4 separate regions of the Mus musculus genome follow, and regions 1, 3 and 4 are each linked to region 2. The links are chromatin contacts, called in public HiCAR-type and HiChIP or PLAC-seq maps. All regions are on one chromosome and are shown on one strand. The core of a region is the stretch at or near the end of the contact, and the rest is flanking DNA. Distances in the headings are between cores, read along the strand shown. Region 1 overlaps Nmnat2 (nicotinamide nucleotide adenylyltransferase 2). Region 2 overlaps Gm46246 (a long non-coding RNA gene). Region 3 overlaps Nmnat2 (nicotinamide nucleotide adenylyltransferase 2). Region 4 overlaps Nmnat2 (nicotinamide nucleotide adenylyltransferase 2).

Region 1 (3,300 bases), core at 774-3,273, 380 kb before region 2:
TTTCTTTTCTTTTTTTTAAGATAGAATCTTGACATATATCGCCCTGGACAGCCTGGAATTCACTTTGTAGCCCAGGCTGGCATGAGGGGCAATCCTGTCACAGCCTCACGAGTGCTGGGCTTACAGATAGGACCACCATGCCCATCCTCACGAGTGGCTTTTCTAGTGGCTCTGTCTTCTGTAGTCCTGCAGTGACCTGGAAATCCAGATCAGGCTGCACCCATCTTGTCTCAAATGTGCGCCGTTAGTGGACACTCAGCAGATAAGATCTCAATCTCCAGTTTGTTATTACCATTGCTTTTAATAGTGTTCCATTAATTTAATAGCAAATCTCCCTAATAATGTTATCCAGATTGAACAGGCCCTGACTGGCATAACCCCACACCCAGCTCTCCACTGATTCTTTCCTACGGTTTACTGGAAAAAAAAAAGAATTCAGTTTTATTATCTTCAATCTTAACAGTATTTAGTGTGTGCCCACTGTTAGATACTATTGAAGGTTTTTTTTTTTTAAATTCATAAAACAAATATAAAGACAAAATTCTTGTTCTGAGTAGTTTATATTGATTATGTTTAAAACATGAAGCGGGATAGCATCGATGAACACAGCAGAGGGTTATGAGAACAGAAGAGAGAGGGCTCATAGGCCTGTTTTCTCATGAATGTGAGTGGCTGTTGTTTTTTGTACTTATGTGGGGGAGAGAAGATGGACTGTGGACGAATGGTAACGAAAGAATACGACTGAAGTATGAGGAAGTTACAGAAGCTTTCGGGTCAGTGTCAGGAGGTTCAGAGACGGGAAGAGCTCCTTCCAGAGTACAGGGCAGTGGCCGGTGAGCAAAGAAATGGTTAACACAGACCCGAAGACATGTGAGAGCGCTTTATAGCAAAAGAAGTGGTTGAATTATCCCTGGGACTGAGCAGAACTCTAATATAGAGATGTGGAGAAAGAGAAACTGCCCCGGGGGAACAGTTTAGGCAAAGGCACAGAGGCAGCACTCACCTTTAGGGCACCCAGAAAGCAGGGACAGGTGGATCTCTGTGAGCTCAGGGCCACTGTAGTCTACATAGCACACAATAAAAGGCTGTTTCAAAAATAAATGAAGAAATGGAAATTAGCGAAGTCTCAGGGACAGGGTACATGTGGACAGCCCTGCTGGGGTGAGCAGGAAGGGGGAGGGGGAGGGGGTGGGGGAGGGGGAGGGGGAGGGGGTGGGGGAGGGGGAGGGGGAGGAGGAGGGTGGACGGAACCAAATGAGGCAGCACAGCAGCTGAGACTCTGGAGATGCCCGGGATGCCTGGAAATGAAGGTCTTCCACATAGGTCTTTGGTATCTTGATCTGTAACCAGTGGTGAACACTTTTGAGTAAGGGGGTTGTGCAGCTATACATTACAGTGGAGCTTTGTGAAGAGCAGACAAGTAGGTTCTGTAGGTGTAGGCATGCATGTGAGGCAAGAAGCTACTCAGATCATTCCAAATAGCCTCTGGAAGGGTTGTTCTCCATCGTCAACCTAGAATTACAATCACTCTTGGAGAGAAGACCCACCCGGATGTAGACTGCACCAGTTCAAGGGCTCTGAGACTAGACTGAATGAAGGGAAGGGAAGGGGAGGGGAGGGGAGGGGAGGGGAGGGGAGGGAAGGTAAGGGAGAGGGGAGGGGAGGGGAGGGGAAGGGAAGGGGAGGGGAGGGGGCCTGGCATAAACCTCAGAGCCCACCCTGCAGAGGTAAACTAACCAGCCACCTTATGCGATGCTGCCAAGGGCTTCCTCAGCAAGGTGGGCTGTCTGTCCTCAAACTCCTTCATCCCTTAAAGTTCAGGGCTTTGGGCACAGTGATTAGAAACAGAACCAAGATCTCTGTGGCCCAGTCCTGCCAGATTCTCTGCCTCCATGAAAGGCAGCCTGGAACTCTTCCCTCTTTTGAAATGTTTATGGGTCAGCCCTCAAGCTAAACACAGGGCAAGTTTAGACATGCTGGGAACATCAACACACATCCTATTTTTAGGGAAGGAACTGAGGTTTCTCTGGGGCATCTCTGCCAAGGTCAGCCTGGCTGTATGGGAATATCCTGAGAGCTGACATTTGGTGTGGCTGTTGGCCGTGATGGCTGCCCCAGTCTCTGAAAGTCTGGGCTTGGTGTATTCTCATGTTTGCTTCCCAGATGGAAGAATGAAAGCCATTTGATGCTTCCCTAACTAACATTCCTGCCTCCTTGCTATTGACATCGATAAACAATGAAATCACAGGATCCAGATTAAGTGAATCTATCTTCCTTGCATGTGGTACAACACAGTTTGGAAAGAAAAACAAATCAAATGCTTGGGAAGCAACATGAATGCAAATTAAGGTCTGGAGAAATCTGTCAGCACCCAAGCACTTGCCTTGTTTTGTCTCCCCTTTAAATGAAACGAGCACTGTTTTCTGAAGCTCAGATGTGAATCACAGCCCCTTCTGGAGTGGCTGATTGCAACACTGTCCTAGTTTAGGAAACTGATCTCCCGACAGTGGGGAGGAAAAGGCTGTTCTCTATAGGGTAGGAGATACAGGGGCGAGCATTCTCTTTTGGAACACATGGCCTAGTCTGGAATCACCCAGGTGAGGTTGCCCAGAACCAGGCCGAGGAGAACAGCTCTCTGGAGTCTGTCTTTCCATTTTGTAAACTAGCAACTGTGCCTTTTAATACTTATTTATGCTTCTTAAAATTCTTAAATGGCACGCTAGTGTATAGGCTAAATGTGGACTTAGAAAGAACAGGTTCCAGCTCTCCTCCTGAGAGCTTTGACCTTGGGAACAGTTAACGTCACTCCACTATTGATTCACATACATCAGTGTTCCTCAGCCTTCCTAATGCTGCGATCCTTTATTATAGTTCTTCGTGTTGTGGTGACCCCAACCATAAAATTACTTTTATTGCTGCTTCATAACTGTAATTTTGATACAGTTATGAATCATGTTATAAATATCTGATATGCAGGACATCTGATATGCAATGGGTATGTGTCTCAACCCACAGGTTGAGAACCCGTGACAATACAGCCCAACTTTTAGGTCAATATACATACACACATACATACATGCATACATACATACATACATACATACACACATGTATATGAGAGCTCTTTACAAGGTCATTCCTCTTCATTTCTTTAAATTTAGATTTATTATTTTATGTGTATGAGTGTTTTGCCTTCATGTGAATCTGTATACCATGCTTTGCTGGTGTTTGAGGAGGTGGTGAGCCTCCATCTGGGTGCTAGGAATTGAATCCTGCTCCTTTGCAACAACAAGTGCTCTT
Region 2 (2,835 bases), core at 164-2,663:
CCTTGGTTGAAGGACGTCCGGTGGAAGCTCCCAAGGTACCATTAAAGCCTTGTTTGAAATTCCATCTACTTTCTAGCTTGGCCACACAGCACACAGTACTGATCAAAGTTCAGTGAGGAAAAGAGGCAACTATTTTTCTTGGTTTAGAATCTAACTGAACTTCCACCAAGGGTCTCTGGTTGGGTGGGTCCAGTTTTGTGAATGAATGATTCCTTTGCCAGCAAACGATATTGCTGAACCCGGCCATTAAGAAGCCAGGAGGCATGACCTTGGGGTAGTTATCATCAGTAATCTACAGCAACTGTTAGAAGGTTTCAGTTCCTACTGTTGGGCAAAATTTTAACAAACAGACTTAAGTAAAATATTTCTGAAGTTAAAAACAAAACAAAACAAAACAACAACAGCAACCAACCAACCAAAACCCCACAGTTTTCCTTGGGAATGTTTTTAATATGTGTATACGCACACACACACACACATATATATACACACACACATACATACATATATACATATACATATATATGTATGTGTGTATGTATATATGTATGTATATGGTTGTATATTGAAAAATGTAAGCAATTCTCATGAAATTATTATGAATTCACAATTTAAAAACCAAGAACATTCATAAGTTGATATCACTTTAAGCTTTTGAAAAATGAAGAACTGAAATAATTTGTAAAACCTAAAGGGAGGCCTCCTGTGGTCTGTAAATGCTGACTTCCAGAAGTTAAACAAGTTAGAGGCCAACCTGACCTACTTGTGAAAGAGAGAGAAAGAAAGAAAGAAAGAAAGAAAGAAAGAAAGAAAGGAAGGAAGGAAGGAAGGAAGGAAGGAAGGAAGGAAGGAAGGAAGAAAGAAAGAAAGAAAGAAAGAAAGAAAGAAAGAAAGAAAGAAAGAAAGAAAGAAAGAAAGAAAGAAAGAAAGAAAGAAAGAAAGAAGAGGGGAGGGGAGGGGAGGGGAGGGGAGGGGAGGGGAGGGGAGGGGAGGGGAGGGGAGGGGAGGGGAGGGGAGGGGAGGGGAGGGGAGGAAGCAAGCAACTCAATCACAGCTGTTGGAGCAGGATTTAACTGATCTTGTATTTTCACAGCTGGACGGCTGTGATTCTATTCTTTCTTTCAAACACCCCACCCCATTAGTTACTGTAACTGCAGTGAAGGCAGAACAAGTTTGTCTGACCTCAGTGTGCTCCGAAGCCAGGGAGCCCTTAAAATCCAAAAGACACTCTAAAATGAGAGAAGTAATATTTGTTTCTTCCTCCAAACGGAGACCCCACCCCTCTCCACCCCCAGCTTTAAATTCAAAGGGTTGATGGTAAGTCAGCTGAGGGAGACTCTAGCCCACACCTGTGAACACCACTGCTCCCCTCACTGTCCCATTGTGTTTACTTGTGAGAAGGAATCTCCCAAAAGCAAAAAGCGAAAAGCGTTCACTCCACTTCGAGCTTTTGTTCACAGAGGTATCACACTGAGCGGGAATGTGGGTGGGGTTTGAATTTGTAAAAAGCCTGATTAAATTTATCTAAAATAATCCTATCCTATCTTATTGGGTCCTGAATTCAACCCAGTCCATTCGTAAGCAAGATTCTTAGACAAACCCACTCACTGTTTAAAATCCCTTGTGTTGCAAATTAAACAGAGACCATAAACCAGCCCAGTCCTGGCTTGTGTCATCTCTGATTCAATCTGCTATCAGTTAGATATTGGAGGAGGATTCCTGCTGCTTTGCTGGGTCTGTCAATTTTTAATAAAAGGCCTGAATTGCTCTGAGTGTCTCGGAATCTTCTGTTTCTCTTTTAGTGATAAGCAAAACACGTCTGTTGAATGCCTAGGATTCTAACACTGATAGAGAGACAGCCTTTACCCCAATACTCTTCTGAGATTACGTCATAGTGACAAGGGCCCGAATAGTCTCCAAGGACTGAGGTATGGGTGGGGAGCCCTTAAAAGCAAATTCACTTCAATGTTGAGTTTAACCATTTTTATGATATATTTTTTTTGAGACAGTGTCTACTCTCTAGAGTAGACCAGGCTAGCCTTGAAACTGCAGTGATCCCCCTGCCTCAACCTAAGTTTTGAGATTACAAGTATGTGCCCCTAATATCCAGTATGATAACATACATACATACATACATTTATTTATTTATTTATTTATCTATTTATCTATCTATCTATCTATTTATTTATTTATTTATTTATTTATTTATTTATTTATAATGGGCTGGGGATTTACCTTAGTTGGTAGGACACTTTACAGGCACATGCAAAGCTCTAGGCTTGACCCCCCCCCCCATTACTGAATTTTTAAAAAACTAGCAGTGGTGACACATGCCTGCAGCCTCAGAACTCAGGAGGCAGGGACAGGGGCTCAAGATCACCTTCAACTATATAGAAAATTCAAGACCAGCCTGGGCTACCTCACCTATATTGACCACCCTCATTCCATCCTCTAAAAAATAAAAATAAAAAAAAATAATATAGCGTACCCAAGAAATACAAACGAAGTAAGAGAAGCTGGCAAATGTCTCCCAATGACAATAATAAAAGATGCAATGAAACATCTCAAAGAAAAATGCCATTTTACTCTGTGGCTGTAATTCTCTCCATAGAACTGACCCTCATTTAAGCAGTTTATTCAAATTGTTAGACGGATACTCATAGCTGGCAATCATGGCTCAATAAACCATAAGAGACCAAGCAGAATGCAGGAAGTCTCACACAGTTACTGTAAGGACTGACTTCAGGTCACACTGGACAACACTGAAAACCATAATGCTGGCCTGAGGAGGAACCTCTGCTCTGTTGCCTAGCAGCTAGGTGACTTAGCCGCATC
Region 3 (2,850 bases), core at 264-2,763, 400 kb before region 2:
AGATGTTCAGGAAGAAGGATGTTTTGCAGAGTCTCAGAGCTGAGACTAGTCAGGGACCTCAGGGACAAAGAGCTGATAAATTCTAAGACCGTAATCTATAGCCTATTCTTTCCCCTCTTTCTTACTCTTTCAATAGTGTATAGTGCCTGCGTTTCCCAAGCTTCCTGCTCCCATTGGAGGGGCCAGAGGGAACAGATGCACTATAGTGACCGGGTGGCTCTAAGGACACACTGACCACTGATCTCTACCTCATACAAGAAACAATCTTTATTTGTTTATTTTTTAAAAATAAATACTAGATTCATGACTCTTGGGAAATTACCAAAGTCTGCCCAACCCAGCAACCCCATAAAAAGCCTGGCTTCTCTTCCCGTCAGTACTGTGTATTTCTGAAGGTCAAAAAAAAAACAACGTTCAGAAGCCATTTCTCTCCTTTCATCATGTGGGTCCTTGGTAGCAAAATCAGGATATCAGGTTGTGGGCAGATGCTGAGCCATCTTGATGGCCCCTCGGTTTTGTTCTTAATGTCACTGAGCCAAGTCTACAAGCATCAAGAGTGGAACTTCCTGAATTCTGAAATTATCGATTTTGTTTTCTATTCTTTTGTTTTGTTTTTTTCTTTTTTGAGTCAGGGTGGCTACATGTAGCTGAAACTTATCTTGAATTCTTGATTCTCCTGCCTCAGTCTCCCCAGTACTGTGACTGCAGGCATGTACTATCAGGGCTGGCTTAGAAGTGTCAACTTTCCTGGTATTTTACCAAAAAGGTGGTTATTTTTAAATGTGTTTTGCTGAGATTCCAAGTCAATGAACTCTTGTCCATGTTGAAACATCCTTACTTACCTAGCCACACCCCTCCTGGACACCCAGAATACTGCCCTACTCTCCAGTCTTTAATGGCAGTGGGAAATAAATGCCCTTGTTCACTGGCAAGGCTAGCTGTTTCTGCCACATATTTTCTGTGTTTCATTTAAGTATGGAAGGTGAGCTCTTACAATGATACAGAATAAAAAGGATAAAAGATAATAAAATAAAAGAATAAAGCCAGTTTTAGGGATGCAGAGGCAGGTGGCTCTATATGAGTTTAAGGCCAGCCTGGTACGTAGTGAGTTCCAGGTTAATCAGAGCTACATATTGAGACCCTGTTCCCACCCACCCCCACCCCCAAAAAAAGGCCATTTTGTAAAATTCAAAACAGATACGAAAGTGAACAGAATGCGCTTGGGAACTGTAGAGTAACTATGAGCCTCTCTTGGCTTTAGTAATCAGCAATTTGCCACCTATCTTGATTTATTGATACTCTCAGCCTTGTCTTGTGTTATGTCAAAGGGAGACCCTTTCAGCAGCAACAGAACCGCTTCTGTCTTCCCCTTTCTCCCAGCTCAGTCTTCCTCTTGCTGTTTTATTTGCTTGCCGGATGCTTTGAGTTGCAGTGGGGGCTGGTATGGGGACAGTCTGCACAGACAGCATAATGCTTCCACTTTTTAGCAAGGGGTGACATGTTTGCGTGGGCCTGGCCTCAGGAGCCCAGGATTTATGGCCCTTCCCTTCTTTCATCACTGGCCATCTCTGAGGCATCCCTCCAGGGCAGCTCCCACTGGACACAAGAGACCATTCTTCCTTGACACAAAACATTGCCCATTGTCTTTATGTTCCGACTAGTGAGATGCTCCTGCATCAATGATTTCCAACTTGGGGGCTGAAACCACCGAACATTCTCACACATTCAGAATAAGGGTCCAGTCTAGGAACTGACTGATTCTACTAACCCTCCAACTAGCCTTTTTTGTCTTGTTTTGCTCTTTTGCTTTGTTTTAATGGTGGGCTAGCACGATACCCAGTCTGGCTTCAAACTTGTTAGCGTAGCTGAGAATGAGCTTAAACTTTTGACCCTTCTGTTTCTAACAACCAAGGGCTGGGGTCGCAGGCGTGCACCACCACACAGGGTTTGTGGTACTGGAAAGCCAACTCAAGCTTCTTGCAGGCTAGGCAAGTATTTTAGCAACTGAGTTATATCCCTGCCACACTACAGGTGCCCTCCATCAACAAAGGCAACATTTTCTTTCCATTGCTTCACAAGAGCAGGAAAATAATTAAACAAATCCTGTTTGGTGGCAAAAATGGGTCCCGTGGAAGAAGCATTTGAATTCTTGGCTTGTTTGACTTGACTTTAAACTCTGTATGAAATTAAAATAAAATCCTTTTGTCTGTCCCTTAATCCTCCCTTCCTGCTGCTTTAAATCAACTTTTCTGTGCAGCGTTGTTAACATTTGCATTTAAATGTAGTGGGTAAAGCATTCTCCCAGAGCTCGGACCAGAGCATTTAAGCTCCCTACCTCAGTTTCTCAGTAAGTCATATGACTATGAATATTCATTTCGAAGACCTGCTGGGGTGCCTTGAGACTTGGGGAGCCCCTCTTGATTAGCCCTTTGTGGTTTCCTTTGGGATCTGAACTCTTGAAAGTGAATGGGGGGTGGGGGAGGGGGAAGGGGAAGGGGTAATGACTGGTAGATCAGAACCCAGCTGCTTTAACTAGAACCCTGCACTTGCCCTACCCTAGTCAGGTGCATACCTGCACTTACACACGATTTCTTTTAGATGCAAATCAGTTTACTTCAGTCTATTGTGATTTATGAACACTTTGCTTAAAGAAAAAAAAAAGAACATATTTCTTCAGTTCTGACAAAGCTGGAAGGTGGAAAGAGAGATAAGAAATGAGTATGTGCCTGGCAAAATGTTCACTGAGTGACCTCCTTCACATGTTAAATGGCAAGAGGCTCCACAGAGATTCACTCGATAACCTGTTTCTCCACGCACCCTGTAAGCTGACTATACCACCTACCTCACTGG
Region 4 (2,871 bases), core at 224-2,723, 370 kb before region 2:
AGAGAAGGCAGAAGAAGAATGCTCCATACTCTTGGTCCTCTTAAAGACTCTAAAAACGTTCGGGAATGGACAGATATAGGAACCTGAAGTGATGGGTAGGGGTCAGGTGGGGCCTAGGGATGTGGAGTGGCAAAGCTACCACTCCAAATCCCTTCTCCCCCTCCCTCCAAGCCCCCAACAGGGAACTGCTGGAGGGGGGGGGGGCGGGTGTTTGATTGTTGTTTTTTGTTTTCTGTCTCTCAGACCTGCTCTTCCATCTGAACTTGGGTCAAAGTGTGGCAGGATGTATTTACTTTGTATCTTTGCTTGATGTATTTACTTTGTATCTTGGTCACATCTATTGCTTTGTATCTTAGTTCCAGACTTTCCTTTTTCCCCACTGTCCTTCAGAAAAACATCCTGTGCAGGGTTCCCAGAGTGTTCTAGTGACTTTAGCATCTTCTCGGAGCTACCTAAGCACCTGGTCCTGTGTTTGATACTCTGTCTCTACGCCTCACCAACACTCTACTTTCCATTCATGTCATGATGTAAATGTAAGTTTTCAGAGGAAAGCTGTTGTGCCTGTTTTGTTGTTGTTGATTTATTTGTTTGTTTTTTGAAAGGTCTCTTTGAGCCTTGAACTTGCTACAATCTGAGGTTGACCTTGACTTTATTTATTTATTTTTATTTTTTTGGTTTTTCAAGACAGGGCTTCTCTGTATAGCTCTGCCTGTCCTGGAACTCACTCTGCAGGCCAGGCTGGCCTCAAACTCAAAAATTCACCTACCTCTGCCTCCCAAGTGCTGGGATTAAAGGCATGCGCCACCACTCCCAGGTGACCTTGAATTTATAATACTCCTTTCTTCCTCTCTTTTTAATTTTTGCCCAAGGTCAACATTTTAAAAGACAAATTAAAACAATATAAAAATATATAAAAAAAATATAAATTTGCGCTATGAATACTAACAGCAGACATCACCCTATTAGTGAAAAGTTGCTTGGGTTTTAAGAGACTCGTCCTTAGGTGTATCTGATTTGATCCAGAAACCTCCATCTTCTACTTATATAAACAGCGTCTGCAGTCTGACAAAATTACTTCATCTTCCAGAAGTAAATACCTCTCACCTCCTTGCTAGTTAACTCAGCTCATTTATATACCACGGACACAGTCAAAAGCAGTCATGTAGAAACTAAATTTTTTCTAGTTGATCTTATATCTGACATGATGGTGGGATCACTAGAGATCTGTAATCTATTGGGAGCCAGATGTAGGTCCAAGGTGAAACAAAACCATCTGAGGTTCAGACCTGCATGGTAGTGACTACATTTTCATGCTCTGAGATATAACAGGTGAAAAGGTCAGCTCAGGAACTTTGGGAAGGTCATGAAACCCTTGCCTCTCCGGAAGGGAGAGGCTAATTAACATTCCTCAGACCACAGGGAGGGAACCGACCTGCGGGTGGGGACACATTCCGCAGGACTGAACGTTGCGCACCTTCTGACAAGGGAAGTCCTTGTCACCTCATTTGCTAAAGACCAGTTTAAAGGGTGTACTGTGCTGCCAATCATATTGTGCCTAGTTGCTGATGCCCTGTTCTGCCCCTGGAAACCATATAAAAACTCACCGACAGAGTGCTGGGGGTTGCCGCCTGTCCTTTGAGTCTGGGAAGGACCCCAGTGCACCGGAACAATAAATTCCTCTTGCTTTTTGCATCGATCCTGCCTCTACATTGTCACTCAGAGAGTCCCCAGTAAGCTAAGGCTCCCTGGAGTCTTACACAGGTACATGCTAGCCTGCACACCCAGATGGGTGATACAAAGTACTGTGGGTTGTTCCCACACTGGCAGTACACCAGAAGTGGCTCACGACTCTGGATCTTTCTAATTCAGGTGGGACAGTATAGCTTTGAGGCTACAATGAAGTCTCTATTTGGACAGAACTAGGTTAAAATATTTGGCTTTGCCACTACTAAGGGAGTATTGTAAGACAAAATAAAATACTCTTTGTGGCTCATTGAGGAAAAAAATCTGGAGCAGTGGAGACCAGGGGGTCAGAAGTTCAACATTATCCTCATCTACAGAACACGTTGATAAATATAATTTTACAATCTGGCTGGATGTGGTGGCCCACGCCTGTAACCCCAGGGGATAGGGTAGGGAGATCAAGAGTTTTAAGGCCAACAGAAACTGCACAGTGAAATGCTAATTAAATTAAAATTTTTAATTATATACATATACCCATCTATAAAATGCAGAGATGGCCTACTTGTCACATTATTTTGAGGATTTAGGAAACTGAGTACTTTTCAAGTTAGAGGATCAGAAGCTGATTAATCTACCACAGATGATGGTATTGGTTCTTAATCTTTGTGGGTATCAAATCAATCCAGAAGATCAGCTAGAGCTCAGATGATGGCCCAAGCTTCCTTTCTGATGCAATGGATCTGAAACGGAGCCTCATATGCATTCCTGGGTCTCCATTGATACTGAGGCGGCTGAGCCAAACCAGTGACCAGTGACTAGGCAGTGATAGGCTTTAGGGATGGGGGATAAAGGGCTCTGGCAGAGCTAGATAGGCTCTAACTCATAGGGGCAAAATCTCAGCAGTCTCTGAGGAAACAGCTTCTAAGGAATTATGGGAAGGTGTGAGGAGGAGGAAAAGAGAGGCGTGACTTGGAGATTGGTGACCATGACACCACAACAGTATGGTCGAGACTGGGCAAGTGGGACTGTGACTCATCAGGGTACGGCTGAATGGACTGTGCAGGAGTCCATTCCATGGGCCAGGATGGAGCTGAGGCTGTGTGCTGTGCCCAGTGAGGAGACTTCTGAGCAGAACAGTGATGTTCTGAAACGTGACTCGCTGGCACTGCAAAGGGTGGACGAGAGGGA

What was found. HiCAR-type assays count read pairs that join an accessible place to other places. HiChIP or PLAC-seq counts read pairs in DNA pulled down with a chosen protein or histone mark.
Region 1: a contact with region 2 is called in an H3K27ac HiChIP or PLAC-seq map of embryonic stem cells, with 7 read pairs. The contact joins two enhancer-like sites. A contact is called at or near these places in 1 of 484 Hi-C or Micro-C datasets (embryonic stem cells), 3 of 115 datasets of contacts at active chromatin or transcription factors (all in embryonic stem cells) and 1 of 9 other capture datasets (embryonic stem cells).
Region 3: a HiCAR-type map of embryonic stem cells shows a contact between it and region 2, with 5 times the contacts expected there. The contact joins two enhancer-like sites. A contact is called at or near these places in 1 of 484 Hi-C or Micro-C datasets (bone marrow-derived macrophages) and 2 of 115 datasets of contacts at active chromatin or transcription factors (both in embryonic stem cells).
Region 4: a contact with region 2 is called in an H3K27ac HiChIP or PLAC-seq map of embryonic stem cells, with 15 read pairs. The contact joins two enhancer-like sites. A contact is called at or near these places in 2 of 484 Hi-C or Micro-C datasets (both in embryonic stem cells), 3 of 115 datasets of contacts at active chromatin or transcription factors (all in embryonic stem cells) and 1 of 9 other capture datasets (embryonic stem cells).

What each region holds. Positions count from the first base shown.
Region 1 is chr1:152,990,483-152,993,782 of GRCm38.p6, forward strand. All of the region lies in intron 1 of Nmnat2 (nicotinamide nucleotide adenylyltransferase 2), which reads left to right. Among named protein-coding and RNA genes, the nearest start is that of Nmnat2, 37 kb to the left of the region's middle. Within about 2 kb of position 2,024, at least 31 of the 459 cell types and tissues checked have an H3K27ac peak or open chromatin away from gene starts, as enhancers often do. A contact at or near this core is called in embryonic stem cells, where this site is marked.
Region 2 is chr1:153,375,293-153,378,127 of GRCm38.p6, forward strand. Gm46246 (a long non-coding RNA gene) reads right to left here. Exons shown (of 2, transcript XR_001779877.1): 2 at 2,565-2,835. Among named protein-coding and RNA genes, the nearest start is that of Gm46246, 20 kb to the right of the region's middle. Within about 2 kb of position 1,414, at least 26 of the 459 cell types and tissues checked have an H3K27ac peak or open chromatin away from gene starts, as enhancers often do. A contact at or near this core is called in embryonic stem cells, where this site is marked.
Region 3 is chr1:152,971,663-152,974,512 of GRCm38.p6, forward strand. All of the region lies in intron 1 of Nmnat2 (nicotinamide nucleotide adenylyltransferase 2), which reads left to right. Among named protein-coding and RNA genes, the nearest start is that of Nmnat2, 18 kb to the left of the region's middle. Within about 2 kb of position 1,514, at least 15 of the 459 cell types and tissues checked have an H3K27ac peak or open chromatin away from gene starts, as enhancers often do. A contact at or near this core is called in embryonic stem cells, where this site is marked.
Region 4 is chr1:153,008,063-153,010,933 of GRCm38.p6, forward strand. The region is part of intron 1 of Nmnat2 (nicotinamide nucleotide adenylyltransferase 2); the gene reads left to right. Among named protein-coding and RNA genes, the nearest start is that of Nmnat2, 54 kb to the left of the region's middle. Within about 2 kb of position 1,474, at least 51 of the 459 cell types and tissues checked have an H3K27ac peak or open chromatin away from gene starts, as enhancers often do. A contact at or near this core is called in embryonic stem cells, where this site is marked.